3 separate regions of the Anser cygnoides genome follow, and all the other regions are linked to region 2. The links are chromatin contacts, called in public Hi-C maps. All regions are on one chromosome and are shown on one strand. Each heading gives the region's core, a stretch centred on a gene start, on an enhancer-like site or on the middle of the called end of the contact. The rest is flanking DNA. Distances are from core to core; before and after follow the strand shown. Region 1 holds the start of SMIM14 (small integral membrane protein 14). Region 2 holds the start of PDS5A (PDS5 cohesin associated factor A). Region 3 holds the start of RPL9 (ribosomal protein L9).

What was found. Hi-C and Micro-C count contacts between places; a contact is called where the count stands out from the background.
Region 1: a contact with region 2 is called in a Hi-C map of liver, with 9 times the contacts expected there. The contact joins the promoter of SMIM14 here to the promoter of PDS5A in region 2. A contact is called at or near these places in 3 of 7 Hi-C or Micro-C datasets (granulosa cells and liver).
Region 3: a Hi-C map of liver shows a contact between it and region 2, with 3 times the contacts expected there. The contact joins the promoter of RPL9 here to the promoter of PDS5A in region 2. A contact is called at or near these places in 3 of 7 Hi-C or Micro-C datasets (granulosa cells and liver).

Annotation. Positions count from the first base shown.
Region 1 is chr4:24,321,306-24,325,334 of Taihu_goose_T2T_genome, reverse strand. It overlaps SMIM14 (small integral membrane protein 14), which reads left to right and starts at 1,688. Exons shown (of 6, transcript XM_066995764.1): 1 at 1,688-1,740; 2 at 1,857-1,937. It overlaps UBE2K (ubiquitin conjugating enzyme E2 K), which reads right to left and starts at 1,070. Exons shown (of 7, transcript XM_048072849.2): 1 at 922-1,070. The coding sequence starts at 984.
Region 2 is chr4:24,454,468-24,458,529 of Taihu_goose_T2T_genome, reverse strand. PDS5A (PDS5 cohesin associated factor A) reads left to right here and starts at 2,246. Exons shown (of 34, transcript XM_048072987.2): 1 at 2,246-2,455; 2 at 3,281-3,451. The coding sequence starts at 2,429. It overlaps LOC106039128 (a long non-coding RNA gene), which reads right to left and starts at 2,063. Exons shown (of 6, transcript XR_007166619.2): 1 at 789-2,063.
Region 3 is chr4:24,235,968-24,240,444 of Taihu_goose_T2T_genome, reverse strand. RPL9 (ribosomal protein L9) reads left to right here and starts at 2,590. Exons shown (of 8, transcript XM_048072872.2): 1 at 2,590-2,689; 2 at 3,031-3,077; 3 at 3,153-3,268; 4 at 4,093-4,188. The coding sequence starts at 3,032. It overlaps LIAS (lipoic acid synthetase), which reads right to left and starts at 2,573. Exons shown (of 11, transcript XM_013185935.3): 1 at 2,419-2,573; 2 at 2,107-2,279; 3 at 1,339-1,432; 4 at 549-629; 5 at 150-306. The coding sequence starts at 2,505.

The DNA.
Region 1 (4,029 bases), core at 439-2,938, 130 kb after region 2:
AAAACACCAGCAGCAGGAGTTACAGGCTCACATTAACATTTCACAAGCATCTAACCTGCAACATCATCCCAAGTAGGACGACAATGACGACACAACTATTAAATCCTATCTGGCTGACGTCCACCAACTCAGCCCCAGACACAGCAGAAGCTGTACTGATGCAACACTGCTAGAGCTGCCGTGTATGGCCCCAAACAGCTCCAAAACTTCTCTGATGCCCCCTGAAAGCAGCCAGCTTGTCTTACCGACCACCGCACGCCCCTCAGGTACACACCATTCCAGAAACATTCTGCTGAGCAAGACAGGAAGGCTAGGTAGCAAGACAGAAACGAGTGAGGTTTTAAAATCCATCCACCTGAAGGTGAGAACCTACACTGGGGTAATGGAAGTTCTGCATTGAAGCACCCTACGTAAAGGGGGATTTACCTGCAAGAAACGCAAAAGGATAATGTAAAAGACACGCTGCCCGGCCTCAGCCCTGCGGGGCGAGCTGGAGGGAGCTGTGAGGTGTTACCTCCCCCTGCCCCAGCCCCAGCACCCCCCGGCCCACCCCGAGCCGCCTCTCCCCGGCGGGCAGGGCCTCGGCTGCGGGGGCGAGGGCCGGGGGCGGCGGGGCAGGCCCAGCAGCGGCCGCCCCTCTCCGGGGGCTTTCCCCACACCTTCCCGTTCCCCCCCCCTCCGCCCCCGGGAGGAAGGGCCCGGCGGGTGCCGTCTCCCCGGGCCTCGCCCTTCCCCTCCCCGGGGCCGCGGGCCGGGCCCACCCCCGGCGGCGGGGAGGAGGAGGTGGGGCCGGGGGGGACCGGCGGGGCCGCCGCCGCCGCCGCCGCCTCCCCCCCGCAGCCGGGGGAGGAGGAGGAGGGTGGCGGCGGCGGTCCGTAAGGGGGGGGGGGGGGGGGGGGGACAACGGGGAGAGGCTCTGACCTCCTCGCTCTTCAGCACCTCCTTGAACTCCCGCTTGATCCTCTGCACCGCGATGTTGGCCATCTCCGCAGCGGGCACCCCTCCACCGCCGCCACCGAGCCGGGCCCAGCGAGCTCCGCCGCCGCCGCCGCTCCCGCTGGATAACTCCCGGCCCCACCAAAATGGCGGCGGCGCCGAGCATGCGCGCTGCGGAGCCCGGCTCCGCCGCCGCCGCCGCTCAGGAGGGGCCGCCGGGTGAGCGGAGCCGAGCCCAGCCCGCACCGGGGGGCGTCGAGGCCCCGGCCGCCTCCCGGGGGGTTCCTCCGCCGAGCGGAGGCTGCTGTCGCTTCCCTCCCCGCAAGGCCTGAGGGTGCGCCCCGGGTAGGCGGCTGCCTGCCGCTCGCCCTGTCACGGAGCGGGCTGGGCAGCGAGGAGCCCGCCCGCCGCAGGCATCGGGGCCTCCCCGGCGGTGCGGGGAAGGGGGGCCCTGAGGCGAAAAGCAGCGGCCCCCGGGGGCACAAGGTGGCAGGGAGCGGCCTGAGGTGTCCCCGAGCAAACCCCTGGCTGCCAAGCCTCCTGGTCCAGTCCCCGAGCAAAACCCAGCAGAGAGGGCTCATCCCATGCCCTGAGAATCTGTTTGACCTGTCCATACAGCAGGTCCCATCTATTTTTTCCCCCAAATAAATAAATAAATATATAAAAATTGAAAAAAATTCTCGCTTGAAAAAGCCACAGTACCCATCGTCTCTCTCTCCCAGCCCAGCTCCTCGCCTTGGGTGCGCTGATGTCTCCTCACACAGCACACGGGGAACCCATGGGCCACAGCAGGCCCTGGAGCAGGTAACGGGGAGGCAGCACAAGTAACTCTTTTTATGGATTCTGCTACAAGATTTTAAAAGCAGATTAAAAGGTGAACATGTCGGTCCTGTCTAATGGACTGTTATATTTTATTGCAGAACCAAACGCTGCAAGCCACAGATGTTACTCTGTCTGGAAAACAGGAGCAGGATACCAGTAACCATCCCTGCCGGTCTAAGGTGCGCAAAATATGGTATGGTACCGAGCAGCGTAGATAGATTTTCAGAAGGGAACGTGAGATTGCATTTACAGCTTGTTTATTCAGGAGCTAGAGGCCTTTCAAGACACTGAGGTCTATAGAAAGATTCTGTAGTGCCTGCTCTTTCTATACAGTGCAGGACAATATACAGCATAGACATTTGTCTCAACAAAGTCCATTTCCATTCTCTTAGAACAGATTGTAGTGGCTTCCAATTGGGATTGTCTGCCTCTAGTCTGGCTGTCATCTTTAAGTGCTATCTGTTTATCTCCATCAGTATATGTAGCATTTTGACCATTACATACACATTAAAGAAAGTATGGGCTGAACAGATTAAAAAAAATAATCTGGCAGCTATAATACAGATGTATATTGTTATTTTTCTATGTGTATTTACTTTTCCCTAGTGATTTGACTGGAAAAAGCCCATTTTCCTGCTACAATGTCGTACCATGTGCATCTGTTCACCAAATTAGCTCTTCTTCAGATCAAAGCTTGTTTTTAACGCAATATACAATGCAGTCTCTCAGCTGAGGTTTTTCAGAATCTTTCTGAAAAGGACAATTTTGCAGTAGGCCTTATTTCTTTTTAATGACTTCCAGTGTGATCTTGGGCCTTCATCTTCAGAGTAATTTAGACATACAGGTCCTGATGATGTGCTTAAGTTCCTTTTGAGGAGGTAGGCCATGATTTCTCTGTGCCTTAGGTTCTCACCTGTAAGGTAAGGGTAATAAGCTACGCAGAGCTTTTGGATGAAAGTTTGGTTTATGGTGTGCTGAGCTCCTATGGACAAAAAATAAAAGGGCAGTACATAAAATCTGCAGGTTAAATGCCTCGTGTCTTTTCAGACAGCTCATAGTAGTAAAAAAGCTGAGCTTTTAATATTCAGATTTTGCTCAGAATGGAGTGGAAAACATGACCTGTATCAAGTGTCAGAATCCTTTGTGTTCCTATGAGTGTGTTTGTATGTTATAGGTAGTAGACATCCAGTAATGGCCACGGTAAAGGGCAGTGATTTTGCCTGGTTTGTATCTAGGTTCATTCCCATGTGCTCATTTGGATTACAAATGTCAGAGTCTGTTACTGCAAAAAGCAAATCAAATTAATATGAATTACCATATCTCTTTTCCTTACTATAACCCACTCCTTTACTTTGTCCTTAAATAGGCATTTTTTCTTATCTTGCAACTGTTTCATATTCACCATATACTTTTCCAGCTCCCCTTTTCAGTTGTCCTTTTTCTTTTAATTTTTTTTGGTAAAAAATAGAGAATATAAAAGGCTTTTTTTTTTTTTTTTTTTTTTTTAGGGGTGGTGGTGGTGTAGAAAGGAGTAGTGGCAAGGTCTCCCAGCATTAAAATATTGCATAAAATCAATACTCTGTAGTCAGCATACTGGGGTTATTGTCATATACCCCCTTTAGGTATGAATGTAGAATACCATAGAATACTATATTCTATGTAGAATACTGCAGTTTACTAATTTGCAGAAGAGTCTACAGGGTTTTAGGCCACAACAGGACTGTAGACTAGAAGTCTTCAAACAGTATTTTTTATTTGTTTTTTTAAATGCTTGGAAAGAAAACAATGCTTAGAAAAAATGAGAGCATACTCAGCTTCTTTGCATAATTTCAGTGACTTCCATGTCTGACTTCATTATACATTTTATAGTATGTCGACAATACAAATCTACGTGTATCCTCTGAAATAAGTTCTCATTAGTCTTTTACCCTTAGAAAAACCCACATACAAAAGACTGCAGTCCTTTGAACATAGCTCACTTTTTGCAATGTGAAATTTTGTAGTATATCTCAGTTCAGAAGATTGTTCTTTCATTAATCCCATCGTCAATTTAGCCTTATAGCAAACAGTTCTTTCAATAGCAGCTTTCACAAACTAGCTGCAGTGGTCTATACTTTTGCCTGTGGTCTTGGTCATAAATAATAAGACTGGGAGGTACGGTTCTGAGTATCCACGCGTTTAGTGTGTTCGGCATATTGCTTTGAAATAGTTCTGGAAGTAGGGGGAAATATGGTGCATTAAATGAAGTTGTAACTATACAATATTATTGCG
Region 2 (4,062 bases), core at 997-3,496:
ATTTCTTGTACCATTTTTACTTACTAACTTCCATTCTCTCTTTTTCTATTTAAATTGAAGACAGCTCATATAGGTTTTTGATATATACTTTTCCTTTTTAGTAACAGAATAATCTTTTAGGATTTGTTTCTGATTTATTGTGTTAATTCAAAGTATATTAAAAATGAAGTATCTACATCAAATGAAGTGCTCATATTAGTCATTTGAATTGGGAAGCAAAGTACCTAATGTAAGAATGGTAAAGATAAAGAAAAAAACAAGTTCCTTAAAAGTATAATAGTTCTGACAATATGCATTTTCATATGTTATTGACAACAAATAAGGGTTGACAGCTAGTCTGAGTACTTGAGCTCTAAGGCAAATCTAATCTAAACGGCCACTGAAGTTTGAAGTTGGCTTTTTATTATCTATTATTCTTTTCAATCAGTAAAACCTCCTTAAAACTGAATCCTGTATCCCACTCCCACGGCCACTTTTCTATTGTGAGTGTCCCAATCCACTGATCCTTAAGCCTGGCGACAATCCCTTTTTTCTAACCTTGGACTTACAACCAGATCTAAACCCTTTGCCTGGCATCGTTCTAGATTCCCAAATCAGAATCTGGGATCTGCTGTGTATTTCTGGCAACTCTCAGTCGTTTCCACTATCACCCTTCCGAGCTGGTTTCACGTAGGCTACGGACACTCAAGGCTTTCCATTTAACTCCTCCAAGACAACATTGCAAGCAAATAGGGAATACAGGTGCAGAAAAGAAAATTCCTACCCACACGTTATTACACCTGAAGTACCTGAGAGCTCCTCAGTCTTCGTTTTCCTCCCAGCCCTTGTAAACCCGGACACGGACATCCTTCCCACAGGCTGCAGGGCTCATCCCTCCTGCAGGCCAGGCCAGCCCCTCTGCTGCTGCTCCTGTACACTCAGCCAGCTCCTTGTCCCCTTCGGTCACGCTGATCCCAGCTGTCTTCCTCAAATTGCCTCTGCAGAAAATACACTAGAGATGTTCAAAAGTGAGAACAACGATACTTTCAGCTGGTTCGCTTAACCAAGAAATTGGAGACAGGGCGGGCAGCTGGATAAGTACTTGTGTCTATACGTGGACGTGTTACATGAACTGCAGATTCAAAATGGACAGATACATCCTACTTTGCTACTGACCTTCTTTCCAGACATATTCCATCTCTTGTAAAGATGAAAGAATATTACATTACAGAGTCATTTCACAGGGAAAGCCTTCCTGAGGTTACTGGCAAGGGCCCCTTCGATCTGCACCTTCAGATTCCTGCTGAAGATTTATAAGGAAGCCAATGTTTGAGATGCTCATCTGCCAACAGCGAGGGCAAAAAACGTAGATGTCAATGTGTAGATGCAGATTTATCCCCAATCTCTCTGAGGAAGGGCTATTTACCTGCCTTCACGCTGTTGGTGCCACCGTGCACAATTTACCACCAATTTTGTGATATATCACACTGGCTGGGCCTCAACACCATCCGCGGGGTAAGAAGTAAGAGCTGAAAGGGAGACATGGGGTTGAGCAGCGCCTGCAAAACGCCGCCAAAACCACCAACAGCACCACGCACCTTGGTGTGGAGAGCACATACTGTGGGGACAAACATGTCCCAGTCCCCTCTGTGTCCCCCAGTCCTCACACACACCTCACATGGCAAAGGAGGAGACCCCTGAGGGTCGGGGCTTGGCCGGGGGACAGCCCTGAGGGATCTGGGGAGCTCTGAGGGGCTGGGGACAGCCCTGAGGTGCCGGGGTTAACCCTGAGGGGTCGTGGTTAACCCTGAGGAGCCAGGGGTAGCCCTGAGGACTTCGGGGAGCACTGAGGGGCTGGAGCCAGCCCCGAGGGGCCAGGGGAAGCCCTGAGGGACTGCGGGGAGCTCTGAGGGCTTCAGGCAGCCCCGAGGGGTCGCGGGGAGCCCTGAGGGGCCGCTCCGGGGCTTTTGGCGCCAAGCGTGAGGCAGCGCTGCGGCGGCCGTGCCCGGTACTGCCCGCCGCCGCCCTGCGGGAGGCTCGGTGGGGGGACGCCGCTCTCTGGCCGGTTTCCCCCGCTGCCCTGCGGCCGGGGCCGTGCCGTTCCGTGCCGGGCCAGGCTTGGGGAGGGGGTGATCCTGCCTAGGGCTGCGGGAGGAGGGAGGGGAGGCCGGGGGAGGGGGCGGCGCGGAGCCTCCTCCCGGCTGCCCTTCCCCGGCCGGTCGGAGAGCGGCACTGTGGCCCCGCGGCGCACGCTCCGCCGGAGCCTCCCCGTCTCCCCCTGCCTCCGCCGCCAGCAGCAGCAGCAGCGAGCAGCTCCCCCTCCCCCGTCCCCGAGCAGGAGCCGCCGCACCGCGGAGCAGGGAGGCGGCGAGGAGCGCAGGGCAGCGGCCGGCGGCGGGGGGGCGGCGGCGGCGGAGTGGCGAGAAGCAGCCGGTGCGGAGCCTGCTCAATGCTGCACCTTCCGGAGCTGCATGAGGTAAAGGCGGCTCCGGGTCCCGCTCCCCTCCTTCCTCCTCCTCCTCCTCCTCCCCCCCCCCCCCCCCCCTCCTCCTCCTCCTCCGCCCCGAGGGGGGCCGGGGGTGCGCGGGGCCCGGGCCCTGGGGGGGTCTTTGTGGGCCCCGCTGGGGTGAGGGGCGGCGGGGCGCCGAGGGGCGGCGGCGGGGCGGCGAGGAGGGGCCGGGGGGCCGGGGGGGGGGCCATGAAGTTGCGGGAACAAACGGAAAGTGGCCAGCGGCCTGGCCCCCTCCCCGGGAGGGGTCCGTGGGGCTCGGGGGGGGCCGCCGGGGGGGTTTTGTTTGCGATCGCCGCCGCCTCCCTGCCTCCCTCCCCGCCTCCCTCCCCCTCCGCCGTTGGTTTCTCTGCCTCCTGATAGTTTTGAGGCCTAACCGCTTAGGCCTCGGCTCCCGGCGGCGGGGGGCCGGCTCCGAAGCCCTCCCCTCGGGGCCGGGGCTGGTCCCCCCCCGGTCCCTCCCCTCCGGGGCTCGCAGCGGGCCCCCGGGGCCGGGGCATCCTCGGATGGGGGCCGAAATTTCATTGTAAAAGCGTCGGCTCCGAAGTGAGAGCGTCGGGCTGGAGCAGCCCCGCGATGAAAGGAGGCGCCGGAGGGGAACCGAGGGGCCGGGGCGGCGGGGGGAGGCGGCGGCCCGGCCCCGGCGCTGCCCGGGCTGGCGGGGGGCGGCGGCGGGGGGCTCGGCCGGCGCGGCGGGGAGCGGGGCCTTGTGCGAATTGAGGGTTAGAAATGGGAAAAAGAGGGTTAGAAAGTCGTTCCCAATCCGCTGAACTTTTGTTTTCTGACCGATAGAGGCCGGTAGAGGACTGCGCAGAGGGAAAGTTTATAAGCGGCGGCGCCAGGATGGACTTCCCTGCTACCCAGCCGAAACCTGCCGCCGACGGTAAAATCATCTACTACCCTCCCGGGGTGAAGGAGATCACGGACAAAATTACCAACGATGAGGTGGTTAAACGGTTAAAGGTGAGTAATCGCGGCTCCTCTGCCCCGCAACTCTCCTTTCTCAAAGGAAACGTTTCCTCGCGGGAGAGGAGGACTGCCAGGGGTTTCTTGCCGCGGCTGAAATGTCCGCTCCTTGCCTACAGACCCTTGTAGGAATGCTGCTCCCTTGCTTCTCCTTAATGAGGAGGAATCCTTTTTTGTAATTTGTGACTGTACCCTTGTGTTCACTCAAAGCCGGAGTCGATGCAGTCAATTTGTGTGTGAAATACATCCGCGGTGTTGGAGACAGGTCTGAAGTGAAATCCTAAGTAACAATTGCGGGATATATTACCAAAAATACTCGCTGTCAAGCTAGAAGATGTCTGTGGGTTCCAGCAGAGCAAGATGTAGAGGGGTGGGGGAAAAAACTCGATCTAGTGTAGGGTGTTCTTGACCAAAAAGCTAGCCGTGTTTACAGAAAACGAAGGTGAATTTCTGGAATTTGTAGGTGGAATTTCGAAATTGTTTCATATGTAAAAATGCCTCAGATTCTGTAATTTGATTCAACTTGTGTGTGTCTTTCCTATTCAGTATAACTGGTGCTTGGCAAAGTTGCTAAATTTTCATAAACAAAAGGGATTGTTATAAAAGCA
Region 3 (4,477 bases), core at 1,341-3,840, 220 kb after region 2:
ATCTTCAAGTAGCTCCAGGGGAGGTTCAGATTGTTGACTCCTTTAAAATAGGAATCCACAACAACTGTGCTGAGCAGTAAGGTCTGTCTTTACCCCATGTAACGCATATGAGAGCTTACACTGGAAGATGTTAATGACAACGTACTAACCGTCTCTGTCCACAGATGTCAATACAACGTAATCCAAGCCCCACTCAGCAATAGCTTTAGCTGTGTTGTAAGGCTCCTCAGGATCCAGTGGAGGTGGATTTTTTGCTGTCTTTACTGAGCAAAATCTGCAACCTCTAGTGCACGTGTCACCCATCAGCTGAAATAAGAAAGGCATTCCTACATCTACATGTCACACATCACTACCGTTCAGCCGAGAAACAGCCACATGTGCCAAATCAGACAAATCCCAATAATAATGAAAATAGTAAGGACAGTGACATACCATAGATTTCATATAACAGACCCAAAACACTGTAGCAGAAATTGTAGCATATTGTCGGAGATACAACAATCAGCTCAAACAGCAAGAGAATACTTATGAAAAAGGTAATAGCTTACCATAATAGTAGCTGTAGCTGTAGCATATTCGCCACCTCCCCAGCATTCTCCAATGTTGGGACAACGTGCTTCCTCACATACCTGAGGTTAAACAGACAGTCCTGTGATGTGTATTTCAACACTAGCCTACAAACTAAACCTAAGTCCTTCTGCGATAAATGAGATTTAACAGTCACACATTGTTATTGAAGCAGTCAGCAGAATTGCTAGGAAGAAAGTCATTGGTGCATTACATCCATTTCCACTCCTTTCCTCTACCACAACTCCAAAAATTCCTCAGACAAGTAACAGCCTTATTAATTAGCGCAGCGCCATTAATATTTTACATTTACCAATTGCACAAGATTCAATATTCACAAGATCTATGATACATCAAAGCATGATCTTGCTCTGAAAAAAAAAAACAACCCTCCATGCGTACCCACCCCTTTTTATCATCTTGAACATATATTTAATGAAATGGGTATTTCTAAAATTTCTTTTCTTACAAAACAGTTATATAGCTCTGAAACTGTTTCCATTAAAAATAGTCACATGTAGCATCTTCTGACCTCAGTGGTGATGCAAGCAGTAAACTCTAATATTTAAAATCATAGCAGAAAAGCATGAAATTCTCTATAGGATTTTTTTTTCATTAAGGGTAAAATTCACCACAGTCAAAAAGGACCAGCTTTGGGCTTGCAAGACCATGCAAGACATAATTTCTACCTGTCTTCCACAAAAAAATAACTCTGCATCATTAGAAAAATCCCTTATTTCTACAGGAAAATTTGGTTGGTACTAGACTTACCGTGTGAAGATTTAAACTTCTCAAGGTATTCTTTAGTTTATTGTAATTCTTTCCCATGGGAATCTTTGTTTTCAGCCATGGTGGAAGCCGCAGCCTGAAAAAGAAATCAAGCAAACAGGATTAATAAAATTATGATTAATAAAATATTTACACAAGTTTCCATTAATTTCTTAGATCTACATCAACTTGTTACATATCACAATGAGGAAAGGTTCCCTGGATATTGACACAGCTCAGTGACCAATATTAACATCGCTCATAGTCATAACAGACTTCCGTCTTCCATGCTTATTACCATCCCAATATTCAAAAGTAGGAGTTTGTTGTCATTGGAAGGTTTAAAACTGTTAGCAGTGGGATTTAATAGTGCAACAGTGGAGATGGCAGCAATTAATGGCAGTGTAATTTGCACGCCTATCACAAAGTCTGATCAAATTGCTAACTAGAAATGTTTTAAGCATTTTAAAATTTACTCTGCATTAATTTGTTTTTCAATATCGATAATAGTTTTTCACCACTTCACTATACTCACCTCTTTATGTATACTTATAATTCGATACACAAGCACTCAAGTGAGCAAAATACCACGATGTTTTAATGTTTCACCGTGTATTTAAAGTTATTACTGTGTTTTTTCTTCAAAAATCAAATTGGCAAGCACTTTGATAAGATAATTTAAAGACAGCGCACTGTGTGTGTTCTGTAGTTCATACTAAACATGCGAGATACTGCATGGGCGCAACTGCAGCTGCTCGAAATGACCATTACCTTTCGCCTTTCTGGCGTTTTAAATTGCCCGTATACTCAGCCCAGGCACTCTTGTCCGCCAAATCTCCAGAGACAAAGTCCTGTAAGTCCGGTCCGTTTTGGAGAAATTTCTTCTTTTCCTCTGGCAGGGAACCTGATGTCCCGTACCGGTTACACACGTGGCTCCCCGACACCTGAAAATAAACAAGAGATGGCACAGTTTATTGATTTATAAATGTATCGGTTATAAATACCGCCAGTTCACAACCACCCAAGCCCATAACACTAAATACTCCTCAGCAGGCTCCCCCCGGCCGACCGCCGCCCCCTCACCCGTGCGCGGGGCCCCAGCAGCAGCCGCCGGGCGCTGATCACGGCGGTGCCGGTCCCGCAGCGGCCGCCCCGCGGCAGCAGCGACATGGCGGCCGCCCCCCCCAGCCCTTCCCCCGATCGATGCGCTCGGCGCTCGGCTGCCCGCCCCCGTTGGCGCGCGTCGAGCCTCGCTCCCTCCTGCCTGCCTCCCCGTGATGACGTCAGGGGGCCGAGCGGGTATAACTACGTGATGACGTCACGCACCGCCCCTTTCCGCCCCGCGCGCCGCCAGGTGAGGGGGAGCCCGCGGCCGCCATCCGCCCCGCGGCCGCCCCGCATCCGCCGCCATCCGCCGCGGGCGGTCCCCGCAGCGCCCCGCGGGGGGTGCGGGCAGATTCCCGGGGCGGTGCCGGCCGCCATCGCGGCGCTCTGATGGGGCTCTGCGGGCCGGGAGCCGCCCCGATGGCGCCTCCTCCCCCCCCCCCCCCCCCCCGGCGGAGGCCTCACCGCGGCCTAGCCTGGGCTTGTGGGGCGGCGCCCGTAGCTGGGGGGCTTGGGGGGCGTGAGGGGGGGAGGGGGGCGGCGAGGGGCTCGTCTTCGAGGCTCCCAACTCCTTCTGGTTGTCGCCCGTAGGATGAAGACCATTCTCAGCAACCAGACCGTTGACATCCCCGACAAAGGTACGGCTGCGTGCGGAAAGCCCCCCGGGTAGCGGCACCGCGGCCGGCTAACGCGCTTCTGTCTTTGGTTCGCAGTCAGCGTGTTGCTGAAGGGCCGCACCGTCATTGTGAAGGGGCCCCGGGGAACCCTGCGGAGGGATTTTAACCACATCAACGTGGAGCTGTCTCTGCTGGGGAAGAAACACAAGAAGGTGAGTGCTGCACGGTTGGGGTTTATGCTCCTAGGGAGAAGGTGGGGACGCATAACAGGTCTTTCATGCTGCAAGTAAATTATTGAGTGTTTATTTTTGTATTTTCTGAAAGAAAGTGGAGTTGTGGGGCACTGACCCACTCAGCCTCCGTGACAGTCCTGAAGTTCTGTCATGTTTAGGGATGAAGTTGTTGGTTGATTTCCTTCGTAGCTGCAGTTATAACTACCAGGGAAAGGGTTCCCTGTTGTATGCTGTTTTTTGAGCTGGCCTGTTTAAACTAGATAAAATTAATTCTGTGCATTTAAGTTTTCAGAATTGGCAAGTTACATTGGGAGAGCTGGTGTTTTCCAAATAGGTGCATAATATTTTTGTGTAGTCTTAAGGATTTAAGAAAAAACGGGAAGAGTGGGTGATTTCAGTAACTTATTGACAAGCACCTGCTGGATCATAAAAACACTGGCTCCTTATGTAGTGCATCATTAAGAAGCTGATAGATTACATATGGGTGACTGACCCCAGAACAACTGGTGTGCTATTCGGAAGGTTATCGTATTCTTCAGCCAAGGTGTCAGAGCTTTTTTATATCCACTGCCTGTCCTAGTTTCTCTGAACTTTTGTGGGTAATGGGGCAAAAAGAAGATGAAAAACTTTGCATTGGGTGTTGGGACATAAGGCTTGAGCTGGATGGGCATTCAACAGTCATCCAATAATACTTCTACACTTCTAGTAGTTAACTTGAACTTCTCCCTCTTAGTTTGTCACAAAGTTCTTTGGTTTTGGTTTTGAAATGTCCTGAAAGCTTTGTTATTTTTTTCTTAACCCAGCTGCGTGTTGACAAGTGGTGGGGTAACAGGAAGGAGCTGGCAACAGTTCGCACAATTTGCAGCCATGTACAGAACATGATTAAGGGTGTTACGCTGGTAAGTTGTATTTTGATGTAGGAGAACCACGTCGTTTTTGTTGCAATAGCCTTTTACTTCAGTGCAAGCTTTTTTCAGTATTCAAGTTAGTGTGCATGTATGCTTCTTTTTTCTCCCCTTGCTGTCAAACAAGTTCTGCAGGTGGAGAAAAACCTGAACAATAAGCTTCAAATATTTCTTGGGCTTAGCAACTTGTCCTTACTAGGAAACTATCGTCAGTATATTTCATTTTTAAATGTATCCAGTAAGCATTATGCACCTGTGTTTTTTTGGATGTGCTTTTATTTCA